Regions from separate parts of the Mus musculus genome. Here region 2 is linked to region 1. Evidence: chromatin contacts called from public HiChIP or PLAC-seq data. All regions are on one chromosome and are shown on one strand. The core of a region is the stretch at or near the end of the contact, and the rest is flanking DNA. Distances in the headings are between cores, read along the strand shown. Region 1 overlaps Fndc3b (fibronectin type III domain containing 3B). Region 2 overlaps Pld1 (phospholipase D1).

Region 1 (3,939 bases), core at 926-3,425:
GGGTCGGGGGCAGAGGCTGGTGTCTGGCAGTGGACAAGCTCACTATATGGCCCTGCGCCTGCTGGATTGAAGGCCTGGAAAAAAGAAGAGTGTGGCCAAGTCACACCATGCCATCTCACATGCTAGAACCTCCACATTAGCAAATGTTAAGGTTTGTTTTTTGGAATATGTGGTGAATGTGTATGTTCATGTGTACATGCATGTACATGTGAAGGTCAGAGGTCATCCTTAACTGTTCTCCAGCTCTGTCCCGAGGTCCAGAGTGGCATATGTGTACCCTGTTCTTAGGGACAACTCTTCTGCACACACAGTTGGCACCACAGATCTATTATTGCACAGCTCTTCCCAGTTCAGTACAAGGCACACAGAGGGTGAGTCCAGGAGGGCACTGAGGGGCGCCTCCAGGACACAGAGTGGAGACAGGGTCGGGGGCAGAGTCTGGCAGTGGTCCCCATTCCTCCCACTGCATCTCCCACCGCATTCCACATCCTCCAGGCTGTTGGGGCACAGAGTTCCTGGGGACACCTGTTTTCCTCTCATAACCATGTCTTGCCCTTCAAAATATCAGAAGTCAGGCTAACCCACCTACCTTCTCTCTAGGTAGTGTCATTACCCTCCCTGGTATCTGCACAGACTCTGCCCTAGAGCCTATACTCAGAGATTAGATGCAAGTCAGGACTTACTCTGCTTTTCATTTTTATTTACATGTATGTATCTGAGTATATGCCACATGTGTACACATGTGACCAACGTGGTCAGAGGGAGTTGGATCCCTGCAGCTGGAGGTATAGGTGGCTGTACCAGGACTGGGACTTGAACTCGGGTCCACTGGAAGAACACTATGTGCTTTTACCCTGAGCTCCCTTCTCTAGCCAGGAGTCAGGGAGTTTAGTTTAGACCCTTTTGATGGATTCCACCTTACTCAGGATGAAGATGCAAGCCCTGTATTACAGAAGCACAGAGAGAAGCTGTATGCTGCCCGTCACTGCATCTCAGACACACCCAACAGCTCTTGGACTTCTTCGTCCACTGCTCTTAATGTCATTGGCTCTACTGGCTCCTGGACGCTCCTCACGGACGTCAAGCACCCCTTGATGCCCGCCCAGGACCTGTGCCTTTGCTCCTCATGCCCAGCCTTTCTCCCTGACACTGTTCATCTCAGGTCTTCCCTACAAAGTCTGGCTGAGCATCTAAGTGTAATCACTTCTTATCCCAACCTCCATGGTCCCTTCCCATCGTCACTCACAGCTCATCACTAACATAGTTAATGGATTTGTGTGCCTGCTTCACTGTAAAACGTGACAACTCAAACAACGCCTGCTATGGAAGACATGCTCCTTAAATGTTATACAAATATTCTTCTCTTTCAAAGAATAAAATATTTGGCAGCTTTCTTATAACAAGAGGAAAACCAGGCCTGGACAGTTGGTGCTGTGGCTGAGGGTCCAGGTTTGATTCCCAGCACCCACGTCTGCTGTAACTCTCCTTTCAGGAGATTTGGCTACTGGCCTCAGGAGGCACTGGAGATATGTGATGCATTTATACACACACATGTAGAACACTGATACACTCGGGGAAAGGAAACATTTCTTTCAAAAGATAAAAGCCAGATTCATTTAATCCAGAGAAATAGAAAAACTAGGGAGATAAATTCTAATTTTTAGGGCCTAAAACAAAGCTTAAGGTTCTTTCATTTATTAACTGAAGACCAACAGAGCACCCAAAACAGAAGACAGACTAAGGATATTTGCTTCCACGAACCCCCACTAGCTCTGGATGATAAGGTTCTGAGATAGTACTGTTTCATTATGACCCCCTCAGCCTTTCCCCTAAGAACTCTAGCCTAACAAACTATTTTATGAATCTATATTTTAAGATCTAATTTAATTTCTGTTCTTTTGCTGTGCTGGAGATTGCAGCTGAAGCCTTGTGTGGCAGCCTGGATGCTCTTGGCAGTGGGCGGGGAGGGAGAAGGCTTTCACAGTGGGAATTCAGCTCAGATCTCCAGGGCATCATTTAACAGGTACAGTCGTCTGCGGCCTGGTCCCTCAGTGAGCAGATGGGGTGGGAACGCTGAGTCACGGGATGACTGTCCAGGCTGTACTGCTTAGCAGGGGAAGTGTGGGGAAAGCTACCCAGGCCCACACCAGGCACCTTAACTCCCCAGTGGGAAAACGCCAACAAAGCAGCAGTTCCCCAATTTTTCTAAACTTATTTGTGCTAGTTTTAGGCTCACAGAAGGACTACAGGAAAAGGAACAGGAAAAGGAACATCTGCTTCCTCTAGAAACCACTTTTCACTTGCTTGAGGGTAACGATAAGAAACCAGGCGACTGGGGCTGGAGACACAGCCGGCTCAGTGGGTAGGCACACCGGCCGCACTTCCAGAGGACCTGTGTTCACTTGCCAGGGCCCATGGGGAAGCTCACAACTACCTGTAACTATAGTCCCTCTTCAGGCCCATGTGAGTACTGCATGCACACGGGACACAGACAAGCAGTCAGGTAAACACTCAAACATATATAATAAAAATAAATAAAATCTAAAAAGAAAAAAAAAAGTTGAAAGGCAGAACCGACCTGGAGAGTATCCTCAGGACAGCACTGTGAACCACTGAGGCCTAATCAGACCCACCCACATTCCCAGCCCTGCTCCTTTCCGCCCCAGGGGTCTGCCCACTGTCGCTCTCTCTGCCCACAGCAGGCTTGGCTGTGTCGAAGACTCTTGATTTACAGACTTCTAATTCAGAGCTTACAAAGGAAACGTAAAATCAGCTTTTACTAAACAGTACTACAGCCATGACAAGTGCCTCTTTGGTATTTCTTTTGTGTGTGTGCATGGTTGGGGCAGCGGGGAGCGGCACACTGACACTTCTTAATGACATGACACTCCTTAATTCAGATATCCTCAAGGAACAAGTCACAAATTCCTGAGCAAAACAAGAAATGGCTAAATACCAAACTGTATAGTTATGAAAATGATATTTTGAAATGTCAAATAATTCAAAAGAATATTCAGGGTTGGCTTGACCACAAGGTAATGTCAAGTGACCGCAATCTGCAGTGTTTATATAGCTCACGGGTGACAGGAAGTCAGCAGATGGGCGAGGCTTGCTCCTGGCAGCCTTTCTTCAGCCCAGTAATGGAGGTACAAGAAGTGCTAACCTCCTGCCACAGGTAGGGTCTGATTCAATTCAGACAAGCACAGGCATTTAAAAACACTTTCTACCCCTGACTGCCAACCCAGAGACACAGGGCTATTATTTTGCAGGTTCTATTCTGATCGTGGTGTCTTTTAAAACATAGTTTAGGGAAGTCAATACTGAGCAAAAACATGATCCTACAGGAAAGAGGGAGGCAGAGGGCACAGAACTAAAGCGGCGAGGCTCTGGAAACACAGGACAGGGCTCTAACGGACAGCAATGTGCTGGTTGCTCCCTGTACCTTCCTCCAGTGACTCAGCCTCATTGACATGGGATCAGATAATGTGCTGTGACCTGCATTCATTGACACAGGGCTAATGACACCACGCATGGCCCATTCACAAAGGAACAGAGGGCATTGCCCAACAAAGGCATTTAATGAGAAATGTTTATGATGAAGCAGGCCCCCAAACACAAGAGAAAAGGCTTTGGTTCATCTGGAAAATTAATTTACACAGGGAACACCTCTGCCAGGAGGCCAGGACACTAAGTATATGTCTCCTGCGCCACTTGCTGCAGGCCTGAGCACGGCTACATGAGCTTCTTTATCTACTGAAGCTGAAATGTGCTCCAAGACAGGCTGCCTCAGGGCAGCACCTGTGGCGACGATCCTTCCATCTCCCCTGAGCATCCTTCCGCCCCAAAGAAGCAGTGTTCAGAAGTCACTTTTGAATACATGGGAAGAAACGGATACTGACCTGGGAGTCCCAGTATATTGAGCGTATGTATATAAAAGGG
Region 2 (3,828 bases), core at 153-2,652, 630 kb after region 1:
AAGAGAAAAGGAGCATTAGGTGTCCTTTATAAACCTTCATAGAATACATTTATTTATTTTTTCATCCAGAAATATATCAAGCTTGTATCAGCAGACATTAGATATTCTATATTGTATGAGTTTACATACCTTTACTTAAAGTGCTGTGGTTTTTCTATCACACTAGAACTTATGACTGAGTTTATAGACCTGCTTATTCTAAAAATGATTAAGTGTGCTTTCAAGTTTATAAAATTTGTTACATAGACATAGATATGTAAATATGTTTCTTTGTAAAACAAAAAAGAACTCTCAACTTTCTCCAGGTTATTTTAGCCACTGTAGAAGTCATCAGAATTTAATCCATGGGTTAAAGCCCCACTTGAAACTCTTTCACCCTTCCAGTGAGTCTGAGCAGGGGCTCACTAGGCACAGCACTGGTAAGTGACTGGCTAGTGTCAGAACCCCATGGGCTTCAGCTTTTGTTGCTTCCTTTGCTGCCCGACCACAGTGAGTGTGTGTTCGTGTTGTCTCTCTGGTCAGTCTTCTTGTCCCATATGTTAGGTTAGACCTGTTCCATGCAAGGGCACAGGTGCAAGCTCTGTACACCTGAGGATCTATTCCCCAGCAGTGAAGAGAGAGACAGCGACACACAGAACAGTCCCCTAGCACAAGGTCTATAATAGTCTCATAGCATGGACACTCACACACACATACACACACACACACACACACACACACACACACACACACCTCTGTTTGAGGCAGAAGGACTTCCTCTTGCTGACCTAGGGAAATGTTTTGAGGAGGGAGCCTGTCCTTGGATCTGATAGTACCTGGAGAGCTTAGGTGAGGACAGAAAGGTGTTACAGGTGAAGGAAATGAACCTCTCAAAGGCACGTGGGTGGAAAAGACCAACTTCTTACCTGTTACTAGGAAATGACCCTTGCAGCTAAGGCATGTGACTGGTGTTAAAAGGGTGCACTGAGGCAGAGTCCCAGACAAAGCAAGGAAAACGCAACTTCATTTGTTGGAAAAATGTTGATGGTTTTTGATTAGAACTAGAATGTTTTACATGGGGATGGTTAAAAAATGTTATATGATACCTTTTATGGGAAGAATCAGATTCCTAAAGAGTGAATTAATCAGGGCCTAAACTACGGAGGAGAGAATGAGGAAGGTTTTGGCAATCTCTTCCCCACCTCAGGATGGGGAATCACTACAGTAAGGCACCAGCAAGTGTGCAGATGGCCCAGCACTGCCTTGAACACCTGGGATACTTGACAGAGATAGCAGGGATAGCATCTCCTTTTCACAGAGCCCTTGACTGGGATGGCAAGGGATTTGCCCAGTGTGGTCCAGTTTCTCAGCATCCGCATGCTTAGCATCCACATGTCTAACTAGGCAGAAATGGAAACACCAACAACATCTTGTCCTTTGGCTCCACTCCAAGGCTACAATTCTGTTCTGCTAGATTAGGAAGTTGGAGCCCAGCTGAGAGGCCTGGATGAATTTCAGGCACCTGACCAATGAGGCTAGAACTTGAAGAGTAGTCCAAATGTTCTTCAGGAACCCAGTTATTGGCTTATTTTTAATTATATGTGTTTATTTTCCTGTGCTTATGTGTATATGTATAGACCATGGTGTCTGTGTGGAGGTCAGAGAACATCTTGCAGGAGCTGTTTTCTCTTTCTTCTATGAAAGGCCAAGAGATTGAACTTAGGTCTCTAGGCTTGGTGGCAAGCACATTTATCTACTGAGCTGTCACATGGACCCAGACCTAGCAATATTTAAAGGGCATAAGCTATATGTAATAAACTGAAGCTCAGAATAACTGGTAGTTTTATAAATCTAACAATATTGATACACAATTTAAAGTGGAAAATATTATATGGGAATATATTATATGTCTTAACAATTTAACATAAGGCTAATTCTTGATTGACTTATGAGTTTAGGAACAACTTGCACTATGTCTGTCTGTACCTGTGTGAGCCTCAAGGTTCTGAGGGCTGGAAGCTTCTGGGAAACTGAGGGGACCAAGGCAGGATATCTGTAGCTGTAAAGAAAAATTAAGAGCAGAACTGGAAAGTGTCTCTTCTGGTGTGTGTGGTTGATGATTTACAATTGAGGTTCAAAATGAGATAGAAGAATAAGGTTGCAGAAGTGTGAAAGAGGGGGTCTTTACTTTGACAATTGGTGGTGTGCACAAGGAGCAAGCGGGAAGGAGGCAGAAAGGTATCTGGCACATTAGGCCAAGCCCTGGTTGAGGGCGTGAGACCCACGTGATGATCTGAGGACACAGTGCTGATGGAAAGAGTCCTTGGCAGGCATTCACTGTCTCCTCCATTCATCGACTGGAGACAAGTTTAAAAGAAAAGGAGGAAGTAAACAGCAAAGATTCCAGACTCTGAGGATGATAAGGAAGTAGGGGGGTGGGGGTGGGGGAGAGACCCAAACGTGGGTCCCCTGAAATAACGGTATGTACTGCTAACCTCTGAGCCATCTCTCCAGCTTCCTTATGTACTTCATTGAATAAATACATGCTGAGCTCCTATGACATGCCAACCACTGCCCTAAGTACTGTGGATGAAATGAATGTAATAGATGAAATGCACTTAGCAAGCTGAGCAATAAGGCTACTTACACAGATAGATTGTTGCACATAAGTCAGCAGATAGTGATAAACTGTGTACACATTGAAGCCACATAGCAAACTTTCACAGAATGTCTTGCCATACAAAGGCCAATATGCAGAATACAGGTAAGACGACTGCAGAGTTTAATCAGAGAGACTACACTACATTTAATTCCTCTTTATGAGGTCAGTGACTATTGTAGGTTTTGTAACATGTCTTTTAATTCAGCAATCACTCAGCTATTCTCAAGGAATTTTTTCTTCTTTTCCAAATTATGTTGTAAGAAGGAGAACTCCAGGTTGACATTGCTTTGCTTGACAAAATGTTAAATACAAAATTTGATTCCTTTTCCATTTGGGAAGTCATCCACTGCTCTTTCCTTTGTATCAGATTTTGCATTGATCAGGGGGATAGACTGTAAGCTAAGACTTCTCAAGATTCTTGTCTGGGCTGCAGTGAGCAGGATGTGTAAGACTCTTCAAGGTCCATGGCAGATATCATGGCATGTATCTGCAATCTTAGCATTTGGTAGGCAGAGACAGAGGACTGTAACAAATTCAAGGTCAGTCTTTCTTACATAGTGAGTTTAAAGCCTGCTAGGGCAAATGACCCTTGTGTAAAAACAAAACAAGATAACAACAATGACCCTAAAGAACAAAAAATGTGTATTGTCTGCTAGGTGATAGTGAAAACAGTTTAAAATACTTACCACTTAGGACACTGGTAACACCATTGCTCAGCACTCTTGCTACAAGTGAAACCATCTTACCAGATCCCCAATAAGGCCTCAAACCCTCATCATACACCATTGCAAATCTACAAAGTTTGAAGACTGAATAGTTTCTAAAACACAACTCATTCAGGATGTGGGTTGGAACCACCCTTAAATATGAATATAGATCGAAAAGTAAGGTGTTGGGGATGTCGCTCAGAGAAATGCTTACCTCACATGCATGAGGCCCTGGGTTCAAGCCCTAACACTACACAATACTTGGAAGGTAGAGACTAAGAAAAGAGAGAGAAGTGGTTTCAGGATACTGTTTTATCATAGGGCACAGATTTGGCAAATACCAAAAGCATTTATTTTCACTTCTCAGCCCTTAGCATTCAGTGGGACAAACCCACGGAGGTCTACGAGAAGCCCTGGTCTCAGATGTGCTTCAGAAACTGGAATGTGCGAGGGTTTAGTGGGTAAAATACTGTCTATACC

Evidence for each region. HiChIP or PLAC-seq counts read pairs in DNA pulled down with a chosen protein or histone mark.
Region 2: an H3K27ac HiChIP or PLAC-seq map of microglia shows a contact between it and region 1, with 5 times the contacts expected there. The contact joins two enhancer-like sites. A contact is called at or near these places in 1 of 484 Hi-C or Micro-C datasets (bone marrow-derived macrophages) and 1 of 115 datasets of contacts at active chromatin or transcription factors (microglia).

What each region holds. Positions count from the first base shown.
Region 1 is chr3:27,451,521-27,455,459 of GRCm38.p6, forward strand. It overlaps Fndc3b (fibronectin type III domain containing 3B), which reads right to left. Exons shown (of 26, transcript NM_173182.3): 22 at 1-74. Among named protein-coding and RNA genes, the nearest start is that of Gm32738, 29 kb to the right of the region's middle. Within about 2 kb of position 2,176, at least 42 of the 459 cell types and tissues checked have an H3K27ac peak or open chromatin away from gene starts, as enhancers often do. A contact at or near this core is called in microglia, where this site is marked.
Region 2 is chr3:28,078,884-28,082,711 of GRCm38.p6, forward strand. The region is part of intron 16 of Pld1 (phospholipase D1); the gene reads left to right. Among named protein-coding and RNA genes, the nearest start is that of Gm42196, 96 kb to the right of the region's middle. Within about 2 kb of position 1,403, at least 3 of the 459 cell types and tissues checked have an H3K27ac peak or open chromatin away from gene starts, as enhancers often do. A contact at or near this core is called in microglia, where this site is marked.